Linked DNA regions of Zea mays: region 1 is linked to region 2. The links are chromatin contacts, called in public Hi-C maps. All regions are on one chromosome and are shown on one strand. The core of a region is the stretch at or near the end of the contact, and the rest is flanking DNA. Distances in the headings are between cores, read along the strand shown. Region 1 holds the start of LOC103641967 (polyphenol oxidase, chloroplastic). Region 2 has its middle 34 kb from the start of LOC103641967.

Region 1 (6,373 bases), core at 528-3,027, 36 kb before region 2:
CTTGGGTTTTGAGAATAGGATGGACACGCTTGACTCCTCAAGTGTTGGCAGAATTGTAATATAAAAAAAATGAGTAACACACATCATATATAGATACTACAAGGTTATTACAAGTATTGGCAAAATTGCTAAGCTGCTTCTATTTTTTAAAATTTTGATATGCATCATATAGGAAAAAGTGGTGTTGCCAATAGCAATTGCAGTTCGTGGCACGCTTGTCTATCGATGTTTACAGCTGCTGCTTTTCGTCGGTAATTGGGTGAGCCGTCATCTCGCCATCCTAGGGGCTTATTAGCATAGTTTCCGTGCGCGTGTGACAAACGAAGTCGATCGAGAGATATTATGCGTGTGCGAGATGTAGTGTAGAGTATAAATATAGCTAAGGCTGTCACGATGTAGTGTGTGTTCGGACGCGCATACTACTCTATAATTTATGGTCTATAGCATGCAGCTAGCAGCATGTTACACGATCGGCCCCCAGCCCGTTTCGTTACCATTACCATGCAAGTTTTGTTCTGTTTAAAGCACGCGTGCTTCGTCGCATCACAAAATTTATTCCTCTCTAGTCTTTCAGGAAATATATAGACGTATATATAGCACGTACTGCATTTGGTAATTTGTTAGTGGTCTTAGTTAACTTGCGATTTTGTTTAGAAAATCGCCAATACAAATATATTTACGATGATAATTTGTAATTGATCTTTTATAACTTTTCAAGTGGTCTCAAATTGGAAAATACTCCCTCCATCCCAGGATGATATAAGACTTAACCACTTTTTATTCTTGTCCTATAATATAAGACGTGCTCTCTCTCTCTCTATATATATATACACGTATATCGATACAGTGGTATAAACATAATTAAGTATATTTTTTGGTCTTTGAACTAGAGCTGATTACATCTTATATACTGGGACGGAGGGAGTAGTTTAGATGAAAGCTATAGTACTTAAAAAGGTTTACAATTTTGTAGTTGTCTATTGATTTTTTTATCTGAAGCTATTTACACTACCAAAAACATGCTCTGTTGTCGAGTGTTTTTGTGTCCAGTAGTGTTAGGCTCCAAAAATTACATTCGATTTTTTCAGATTTAAAATCCAAAAATCTCAAATGATCATAAATGAAGAAACAACCAGAAACCAAAGCTGTAGAACTTAAAAAAATTACAAACCGTTATAGTTGACAACCTCTTTATTTGGAGTTTTAGAATACTCATTTAAAAATGAAATCAAAATAAAATATGGTAGACAAATCTTGTAAATGGATATGAGAGCCTTTTTGGTGGCAGAGGTCATATAGTGTCACCGTCTACACCAGTTTACTCAAAGTTACATTATTTTGTACTATTTTGTATTTTAGTTTGTACTGTTCATAGAGTAAAATTTAAATATAAATATAGAGAGATAGATAAAGTGCTGGAGATAGTCTCAAACCTCGGTTGCCGTGACTGCTAGTTATCTTGAAAAAGCAACAAGGTATTTATATATACTTAGTACTCTTGAGGTTCTCTAGCAAACACACGAGAAATTTACAGCTTTCACTATCCTTTTACATTGGCGGCTAGTAAAACGTCATTAAAAGTAGTGATCGAACCGTCAATAATAACGACGTTCTAGATGTTGTACTAGTGGTTAAACCTCGACACGAGACTACATAGGAGTAGCACTAGCACCCAACAAACGGCCAAACCAGACATCCAGCCAGCCCAAGTGCCCAACTAGTCAACCTGCGATCGATCACATGCCTACACACTTCCTATATATAGCGACTCGCTAAACCATGGCACGGCACCGGCCACGTACGACTCACAAGTTCACACTCCACAGCAAGTTCACCACTGAGTAGCAGCTACCGCCATGTTGATCGCCACCACCATGCCACGAGGTTTCGCTTTCGCGGCGCCATGCCGCAGCCTCCAGACGACGACAGTCAGGTGCAAGGCTACCGGCGCCGCCGACCGCCGCGACGTGCTCCTCGGCCTCGGCGGGGCGGCGGCGTCCGGCCTCCTCAGGTCGTCGTCCTCGTCGAGCAGCGGCGGCGCGCCCATCCAGGCGCCGGACCTCCGGAACTGCCACCCGCCCGACCTCCCCGACACGGCGGAGGATGTGAACTGCTGCCCGAGCCCGGGGATCGTCGACTTCACTCCTTCGCCGCGGCTCCGCGTGCGCCCGGCCGCTCACCTGGTGGACGCGGAGTACGTGGCCAAGTACGAGAAGGCCGTGGCGCTGATGAAGCAGCTGCCGGACGACGACCCGCGTAGCTTCGCGCAGCAGTGGCGCGTGCACTGCGCCTACTGCGACGGCGCGTTCGACCAGGTCGGGTTCCCGGACCTGGAGATCCAGATACACAACTGCTGGCTCTTCTTCCAATGGCACAGGTGACAGCCGGATAGATCCACATGCATGCATGCTTCCGTGTTGTGTAGGGTGTTACGTGAACTTGCTCGTGTCGTGTATGCTTCAGCGATTAATTAATAATTAATTCGCGCGCGCGCAACTTTTTTTTTTTGTTACGCAGCTTGATTAGTTTCACAAATTGGACAACGCGTGTGCAGGTTCTACCTCTACTTCCACGAAAGGATTCTTGGGAAACTCGTCGGCGACGACAAGTTTGCACTGCCGTTCTGGAACTGGGATGCGCCCGGCGGCATGTCGCTGCCGGCGATCTACGCCGACAAGTCCTCCCCGTTGTACGATGAAAGGCGTGACCCTGCTCACCAGCCGCCATTCACGCTTGACCTCGACTACGACGGGACCGAGCCAACCATACCAAGAGCTCAGCAGATCGATCAGAATCTAATGATCATGTACCGTCAGGTCAGTAGTATTACCGTACGTACGCGTGCTAGCATAGCTAGTTGTCTTGTCCTAGTCGTACACAATATTTCACCCTCAGACTGACCGCAACGCTGCCCCCTCCCCTGCCCCCTCCCCTTGCATGCGGCGCGTAGGGGGCACCCTATGGCCGCAGCGGTGCCCCCTACAGCGCCCCCTACGTGTCGGTCCCCTTCTCTCTCCCCCCAGATCTAGCGTGTCACTGTTCATCACCCTAAACAATGTGTTGTGGGTCCACGAGTAATTATTAGTAGATAAAAATTTGATAGTTGATATAGAAAATGATATTTTATAGCAGTAGTGGGGTATAGGGGGAGTATTTAGGGGGAACCGCTGCGGGAGAAGAAAAAATAGGGGGAAAATAGGGGGGAAAAGTGATATAGGGGGAAAAATTTAGGGGTAACGGTTGCGGATAGCCTCATAATGTGTCAGGTTAGCGTAACACTGCAGTGACATTGGACAGTCAATTATTTTACGTAATTGAATTGAACACTTGATCTCTGATTAGCACATGGATGGAAACACATGTCTCTGCTCTACGTCAGATGATCTCCGGTGCCAAGAAGAAGGAACTCTTCTTTGGGATGCCTTACCGCCAGGGCGACCAGCCAGATCCGGGCGCGGGCACCGTCGAGAGCATCCCGCACAACCCAGTACACTTCTGGAGCGGCGACCCGAGGCAGCCGAACGGCGAGGACATGGGCAACTTCTACTCCGCCGCGCGCGACCCGCTCTTCTTCGCGCACCACGGCAACATCGACCGCATGTGGTCGGTCTGGAACGGCCTCCGCCCCGGCAACAGCGACTTCACCGACCCCAGCTGGCTGGACGCCAGCTTCCTCTTCTACGACGAGGAGGCCCGCCTCGTCCGCGTGCGCGTCCGGGACTGCCTCGACACCGCTGCCCTGGGCTACGCCTACCAGGACGTCGCCCTGCCGTGGCTGAACGCCAAGCCGGCCAAGGAGGCCGGGTCTCCGGCGCCCACCGCGGGCGCGCTCCCGGCGACACTGAACCAGACCGTGCGGGTGGCCGTGACGCGGCCCAAGACCTCGAGGACCCGCAAGGAGAAGGACGCCAAGGAGGAGGTGCTGGTCGTCCAGGGGATCGAGATCGCTGACCACTCGAGCAGGTTCGTCAAGTTCGACGTGTTCGTGAACGACTCCCAGAGCGGGGGCGGCATGCCGGCGGCGGCGCAGTGCGCGGGGAGCGTGGCGCTGACGCCGCACGCGGTCCGGCCTGGGAAGGGCAAGGGCACGGTGAAGACCGTGGCGAGGTTCGGCATATGCGACCTGCTCGACGACATCGGTGCTGACGGGGACAAGACGATCATCGTGTCGCTCGTGCCGAGGTGCGCCGGGGACATGGTAACTGTTGGTGGCGTCGGGATCGAGTATGTCGGGTGAGGTCCTACGTCCTACTCCTACCGGACTGAGAGTACAGGTGCTAACGCGTAGCAACATCTGCTCTACGAGTATATATGAGGTATATATATACACGAATAACTGTGTGATGATTTACGAGTATACCTACGTGTATCGCGGAGTGTGGGATTTGTGTTTGTGCTGCCCAAACAGCAGGATGCTAGAAAAAACTCAAAGATATTTAAGTTAAAAATTTTAATTCTTGGATCACTATTCACAACGTATTCAAATTTGGTGTTCAAAATTTCTAATGCAAAATTCAATACAATGTATATATATTACTATTAATATATAATGCTCTTAGTATATACATATGTATTCCATCAATATATAAAAAGCTAAATATATAATAATATAGTATAAGTAGTGTAAATAAACACATATAGACAATAATAATTAATCAATATGGATACTCTCTTTAATAGCATTTGATTTATATAAGCGGTACTAAGAACATCTGCAGAGTTCCTAAATACGTATTTAAGAAGTTGTTATAAAAAAGGGTCCTCAAACAATTATGTAAAAAAGGTTGCTAAATCTACAAAGTTGTTATATATATATAGTAACCTCTCTTGTTCACTCCCAAAAATTAGATGCATGCGCGTCAAAAAAAAATCTGACAACTAAAAATAGAGAACATAGATTTTTTTAATACCTATTATCACTCAGCCAGTTCCAACGTCTGTCTTTAGCCAGGGAGTTTTTCTTTAAGAAAACTGTTGTAGATGTTCTAAAAGAGTCTCTTTTATACCGGTTATACCCCGTAACTAGTAGTAAAGGGGCGTCCATACTATGATCTATGGATCCTCTACGGCCACATGATCCCCTTTAATACCAGTTGATGGCTATAACCGGCACTAAGAGATATTAGGCATGTACAACTAAGATATTGTATTGCAGTTCTCAAAGCACTAGATACATTAAAAAACTCATTCATACAACTCAATGTATCTTCTTGTATCCTATTCACTAGAACCCCTCAAGATATTTTAAATTTATACAACAATGCTAAAGACTTTCATTCATCGAGACACGTCTCTTGTATTTTTTTTTGTACTTATCCGGTACCCCGTTAGACACGCCTTAAAATACAGGTCATGCACGTGGGTTGGACATACCATAAAGGCATTAATTAACACCCATTCATGCAACTAAGACTATGCCTCTAGTCCCGTTTCCATAGTACCGGATGAAAAAATCCGGTAACGGAGCCGGTTCTGAACTAGTACCAATGCAGCTTTATTATAGTAGTGTCAATAAGATAACTATCACCACTGTACGAGGTAGATAATACTAGTGTATATAAAAAGAATGGTATAATTGATGTACACACACTACATGTTCATGAGCAACAACAAGATCGCCATTGAATCATATTATTGGATTTGAGTTTACATGGTGAAATTGAAACATATACATGCATGAGTATATATAGGGTAGGTATAACGGGAGCCCTGTGCTTCCAATAGTTAACGGAAGCCCAGGCCGACCACCCATGTAAACTGGTTCAACCAGCGCGTCCAACCAGGCTGTCGGGTGCGCCACCTGCCCCACGTCTGTTAGCGCAAAAAAGGAATGCATGCATGAGTCAAACACGATCCAATGCATGCGCATAAATTTAGGAAAGATATGTGCGGCAGTTTCTACTTTTAAATCCTTTATTTCCTCCATAAATTTAGGATCGCTGCAACAGCCATGCAGCTAGACGCGTAAGGACCATTTTATGATATATACTGAGACTAAATATGCTACACTATGTAAATAAATATGCAATTCGATATACTGCGTAAAAATCTGTTACCAGCTGCATGCACACGAATTTATGATGAAAATAATGTGCAACGAAAGGAAATGAATTACACGCATAGAAACAAAAAATCGTATTTAATGTTTTATTTCTTTTATAAATATAAGATCCCTCCAACAGCCATGCAGCTAAACACATTAAATCTAGTTTATGATATATACTGATACAAATTATACTACATGGTGTAGGTATTTATGCAATTCGTTACACTGCGTAAAAAATCTGGCATGTTGTTCACTGGTGGACGCACCTCCGGGTTGGAGCGTAATAACCTTAAGTTTTGAGCATAAAATCCCTCAATTATAAGCGTA
Region 2 (6,472 bases), core at 3,319-5,818:
TTGAAAAGAATTTTGCAAAAACAAAACATGTGGTGCAAGCGTGGTCCAAAATATTATATAAGAAAGAAACAATCCATGCATATCTTGTAAGTATTAATATTGGCTCAATTCCAAGCAACCTTTGCACTTACATTATGCAAACTAGTTTAATTATGCACTTTTGAATTTGCTTTGGTTTGTGTTGGCATCAATCACCAAAAAGGGGGAGATTGAAAGGGAATTAGGCTTATACCTAGTTCCTAAATAATTTTGGTGGTTGAATTGCCCAACACAAATCTTTGGACTAACTAGTTTGGTTTAGTGTATAAGTTATACAGGTGCAGAAGGTTCATTCTTAGCCAATAAAAAGACCAAAGGTTGGGTTCAACACAAGAGCAAAGGAGCAACAGAAGGCTTCTCTGGTCTGGCGCACCGGACTGTCCGGTGTGCCACCGGACATGTCCGGTGCACCAGGGGTCTCCAACTTCGAACTGCTCGGCTTCGGGAATTTCCAGAGGCCACTCCGCTAAAATTCACCGGACTGTCCGGTGTACACCGGACAGTGTCCGGTGCTCCAAGGGAGGTCGTCCTCAGGAACTCGTCAGCCTCGGGTTTTCACTCCAGCCGCTCCGCTATAATTCACCGGACTGTCCGGTGTGCACCGGACTGTCCGGTGCATCTGCGGAGCAACGGCTACTTCAGGCGCCAACGGATACCTGCAGCGCATTTATTGCGCGCCAGCGCGCGCAGGAGTCAGAGACGCCCATGCCGGCGCACCGGACAGTGAACAGTGCATGTCCGGTGCGCCACCGGACATCAAGGCGGGCCCAGAAGTCAGAACTCAAACGGTCGATTTCCAACGGCATTGGTGACGTGGCAGGGGCACCGGACTGTCCGGTGTGCACCGGACTGTCCGGTGTGCCATCGAACAGACGGCCTCCACCAACGGTCAAGTTTGGTGGTTGGGGCTATAAATACCCCAACCACCCCACCATTCATTGCATCCAAGTTTTCCACTTCTCAACCACTTACAAGAGCTAGGCATTCAATTCTAGACACACCCAAAGAGATCAAATCATCTCCAATTCCATACAAAGCCTAAGTGACTAGTGAGAGTGATTTGCCGTGTTCATTTGAGCTCTTACGCTTGGATTGCTTTCTCTCTTTCATTCTTTCTTGTGATCAACACTCACTTGTAACCAAGGCAAGAGACACCAATTGTGTGGTGGTCCTTGCGGGGAGGTTTTGCTCCCGGTTGATTTGAGAAGAGAAAGCTCACTCGGTCCGAGGGACCGTTTGAGAGAGGGAAGGGTTGAAAGAGACCCGGCCTTTGTGGCCTCCTCAACGGGGAGTAGGTTTGAGAGAACCGAACCTCGGTAAAACAAATCGGCGTGTCTCACTTCATTATTCGCTTGCGATTTGTTTTGCGCCCTCTCTCGCGGACGTGATTATATTTCTAACGCTAACCCGGCTTGTAGTTGTGATTATTTTTGAGAATTTCAGTTTCGCCCTATTCACCCCCCCCTCTAGGCGACTTTCAGTTACCATCCATGATTCTCCCGGTGGCGCCACACTATCAGGGCAAAAGACTAAAGGAAAGAATGGTTGTGTAGTGTGCGTCGATGGAACTGCTTCCATGTACCTTAAATCATCCAAGAAGTTGGTGTTCATGGGACACAGACGGTTCTTGATGAAGCAGCATAAGTACCGAAAGATGAAAGAGGAATTTAACAATCAACTGGAAAATGAAGGTGCACCAAAGCCTTATAGTGGGAAACTTGTTTTTGAAATTGTAAAGAACATTCATGTTGTATTCGGAAAGGGAAAAAACAAAGGAGAAAAGAGAAAGAGAACTGACCCTTCAACTTACACAACTTTCAAGAAGCAATCAATATTTTTCAAGTACCTCTCATACTGGAAGGATATGGAAATTTGCCACAACATTGATTTGATGCATGTAACAAAAAATGTTTTTGACAGCATCATTGGAACCTTGTTGGGCATGCCGAGTAAGACAAAAGACGGACTTAAATCACGCAATGATCTAGTAGATCTTCAAATCAGACCGGAACTTCATCCAGTGGATAGTGGCAAAGGGAAGCCTTACCTCCCCCCAGCTAGCTACAACTTGTCAGTTGAGGAGAGAACAAAGATTTGCAAATGTTTGCGTGGGGTCAAAGTGCCCACAGGTTTCTCATCCAATATCACCAGACTAGTCAGGATGAAGGACTTGTCTCTATTTGGCTACAACTCTCATGACTGTCATGTGATGATGACGGTGTTCCTCCCAATTGCGGTAAGAGCCCTCAAAACAGAGCATGTCAAAGTTGTCATCACACGCTTGTGTTACTTTTTCAATGCGGTTTCACAAAAAGTAATAGCTTTAGAAGACTTGGACTATCTAAAGGCATACATCATCGAGACTATGTGCAAGCTTGAAATGTGTTTTCCTCCATCATTTTTTGATATGCAAGTACACCTAATCATACATCTCGTGGATCAGATAAAAATATTAGGGCCACTATATTTACATCATATGTTTCAGTTGGAGCGATACCTGGGAGTATTAAAAGGTTATGTGCGAAATCGCGCTCACCCAGAGGGTTCAATCATGGAGGGATACACTACAGAAGAAGTGATTGAGAGCTGTATAGATTACATCAGTGACGGAACAATGATAGGTGTGCCTGTACCTAAACATGAGGGTAAACTATGTGGGAGAGGGAGAATGGGCAAGAAAACTTTTCGCGTTGAGGATTACAAGCTAGTACATTGTGCTCATGGTAGTGTACTACAACATCTCACGATAGCCGAGCCTTACATAGAGGAACACCTGAATGAGCTTCGTAAAGAAAATCAGAACCGCACAGAGGACTGGATCATGAGGGAGCACAAACATCGTTTCAGCGAATGGTTAATGGACAAAAACATCCCATTCGGAGACTCTTCGGATGAGAAAACAATGAAGAATTTGGCTTCTGGGCCATCGTGTTTTGTGACATCGTGGCAAGCATATGACATCAATGGGTACACATTCTACACTAAATCAAAAGACATGAAAAGTGTTGCACAAAATAGCGGTGTTCGTATCGATGCTTTTGACCTACATGGACAGAAGACCACATATTTTGGATTCATAGAGGAAATATGGGAACTTGATTATGGCCCAAGCATGAAAATACCCTTGTTTAAGTGCCAATGGGTACAACATCCCGTGGGGGTGATAGTGGATAACTACGGACTCACACTGGTAGACTTAAAGAAAGTAGGATATAAAGATGACCCGTGGGTTCTCGCCGAATGTGTTGCACAAGTGTTCTATGTACTCGATCCAGCAGATGAGAAGATGCATGTAGTTATTTCTGGAAAGCAAAAAATTGTTGGAGTTGAGAATGTGGGAGACCAAGATGAGAAATACAATAAGTATGAAGAGATATTCGTCTTTAACGGTCCAGAGAGAATCAAGCGTGTGGAAAAGAAAATTGATAAGAACTTAAAGCCATACATGCGGAAAAATGGTAGTTCATGAAAAATTGTATGAATCAAATTGTATTTGTTATCATGTATGATCGACTATGAATTGTGGTTGCCAATTAATTTAAAATCTCTCTAGTTATCTATGTGTGCTATTATAATTCATTTAAATTGTATTTGCATATTATTGTTAAAAATTAAATATTAATTCATTTAAATTGTATTTGCATATTTCTGTTAAAAAATAAAATTATTTTCATATTTAAATTGTATTTTCATAATTTTACAATCACATGCGGTTTTGTCTTAGGGTCCGCTTGTGAAAAGGATAGAGCATCACAGGCGGTCCTAAACAAAAACCGCTTGTGATACTATTACATCACAGGCGTACTAAACCGCCTGGGACATCACAGGCGGTTTTCTAACCGAACCGCGTGTGATGTAAAAATCCTACCGCTTGTATAGAGCCAAATTGTACTAGTGGTCCCAACCTAGATGTTCTGTCTGGTTTGTGTCACGAGGTGAACCGATCCGTCGTCAAGCCATCCTTGGTAGCCGTCTTCGCAGGCGTAAGTTGACGGTCGAGCTGGTTTCTTGAAAAAATATCAGATGACCTCGTCTTTCTCGTCTCCAACCCATAACGGATGATTTGACTCCGGGCTATATGATGCTGCAATCCAACACGTCATATATCTATTAGCTAGACTCGAATGCTACATTATGAAGATGACTAGGGAGGATGAAAAAGATTAAAAAAAGTTCATAACGGTGATTTTAGTGTATATCCAACGACCGTGAGTCATAGAATATCGTTAATTGCATCAGAAGGCAACTGGAATAATGATAGCAACGACATGCATGTTCCTTCCATAGTACACCGACTCGAAACCAAGCCATGGCTACAGACTGAATGAAATATTGCAGAGCAGATGTAGGGTAGAACGAGACGTAACATGTTTAGCAATGGAAAATCTGCATTGTATGCAAGTATTGTAACATATAATTCAGGTTGAGCGCCATATGGACTGGCCCCTTATGGGCTCGTAGTAGTGGTTTGCAGATAGAGATAGGAGCAGGTAGGCTACATGGACTGGTCCATGGGCTGGCTCAAGTGGGCTTTCCGTAGGAGGATGCAGGCTGGGCTTCTTATCAGAAAGATGTGCATCGAGCACCGAGCAGTCCAAGCCAGAACGGCCCGGTTACGTACGTTTGCACTATAATTAATGGTTGACCTCCCCGAGTAGGACGTACGGTATCGCGCTGTCTCGTCGTCTCATGGATCCCAGTATGCGACTCGTGCCGTCAGCCAGCTAGCCAGGAGCTACAAACCCATACATACTACAGGGCAAGACGGCGGGTTTAGATTTAGCCGACGAATACTATATGGACCTCCTGGTCGAATTTCAGTGTCAACAGAAACACGTTTTTCAGTAGAAATCGGTGCAGGGGATGATGGTGAAGATCGGCAGCATGCAGAGCGTGTATTTCACCAGATGCAAAATAAAACAGTGTGGCAATTAATTGTTCATTCTGTCTGTCTCTGGCCGCGCGCAAAAGGTCACGAATGGCACTGTGGTGTGGTCAAACGAAACATGCATGCTTACCCTAGCTTCCTCCATTAAATGGTACGTGCATGCCCTTGGCGTTATCCTATCCTATCTCACGGACCTGTAAATAGCACCAACGGTGCTGTGCTGCTGCACATGCATATATATGTACACGGCGATCATTGCCACTGCCACGTCTGCATTTTCATCATCCTTTCTTACTATAGCTGGCTGCGTACTATATATAGTGTACGCTCCTCGTATTGCTCTCATGATGCTCCGCTTTTCACGTTTCCACATTGCCGGATTGGTGATGAGTGATGACTGCAACCGGAAGTATATTCTCCCAAGAGATCGGCAAAAAGGACCTTTAGTCAATTAGTAGGAATTGACATTACACCGCTATACATCATCTCACACTAACTATCCACATCATCTCCAACTATGTCATCCCTATTAACGTTTAACTTTTCAATACATGCTATCCACATTATCTCTACTTAATTTTATTCCACATTCTTCGCAATCCAAAGCTCTCCCTTTCCGTCCCCGTCTTCTCCGGTGCCAACGTATGATCGAGCTGCCTCCTGCCGCCTGCCTGAGGCCACAGCCAAAACTTTGGTTTCTACGCAGCTTTTATGTCAACTTTGCTTCTACAAGTAGGCAAACCAAAGGGAAGAAGGATGGATGCAGACAGCGCAGGCCAGGCGCGCGTACGTGTAGGCTCCCTAGGCTTCGGTCAGTGCCTCAGCTGCATCGGCTCTTCCAGTTCTTCCAGTTCCACTTCACGCCCCGCTATATTTCTCGAGTCTCGAGAGGTTTTGTGCTGCCTCATTGAAAGTTTGCACCGCCGTGTTGCTGTGTATTCCACACCCTCTCCTGCCAGTGCGTGCAGCGTGCTGATGCATGGGCAATGCATGGCGTGAGAAGGAATTTGCGGTAGCACAAAATCTTTCTGCTCAGAGCTTGTCAACCTAGCTGCGTCACAACCGAAGCTACAACCATTTTCGGCTACGAGAAGCCACCGAAAATAAGCCCTTTGCCACCGAAAATAGGCAATTAATTATGCAACTATTATACGTACTAATATAATATACTATTAAAGCTAATAATATAATTAGTACCACATATTAATATGAAATTAATGCCTAAATACAATATACCTCTAATCACTAAACCATATATACCACTAATACATTAATGAAATCGAACTAAACAATAATACTAATCACACAACTAATCAAACAAACACAATTATAAATATATACTAATTTCGGCGGTAATTCAATAACGGCCGCCGAAAATATGGAATAAAAAACGCAAAAAATACCTTACGACGAGGAAGAGCTTGGCGACGACGGCGGAGTGATTCCACGACGGTGGCGGCTCGGGGCTTTGAACGGCGGCGATGGAGTAGGAACGTCGGCGGTCGACGGTGGTGGCTCGGGGCGACGGCGGCCTCGGCCGGAGTC

What was found. A called contact is a pair of places that touch in the nucleus more often than the background predicts.
Region 1: a contact with region 2 is called in a Hi-C map of ear, with 3 times the contacts expected there. The contact joins the promoter of LOC103641967 here to the enhancer-like site in region 2. A contact is called at or near these places in 6 of 25 Hi-C or Micro-C datasets (ear, leaf and tassel).

What each region holds. Positions count from the first base shown.
Region 1 is chr10:140,112,345-140,118,717 of Zm-B73-REFERENCE-NAM-5.0, reverse strand. It overlaps LOC103641967 (polyphenol oxidase, chloroplastic), which reads left to right and starts at 1,777. Exons shown (of 3, transcript XM_008665268.4): 1 at 1,777-2,377; 2 at 2,555-2,816; 3 at 3,380-4,468. The coding sequence starts at 1,857. The coding sequence ends at 4,237.
Region 2 is chr10:140,079,492-140,085,963 of Zm-B73-REFERENCE-NAM-5.0, reverse strand. No RefSeq gene overlaps it. Among protein-coding and RNA genes, the nearest start is that of LOC103641967, 34 kb to the left of the region's middle. Within about 2 kb of position 4,568, at least 17 of the 20 cell types and tissues checked have an H3K27ac peak or open chromatin away from gene starts, as enhancers often do. A contact at or near this core is called in ear, leaf and tassel, where this site is marked.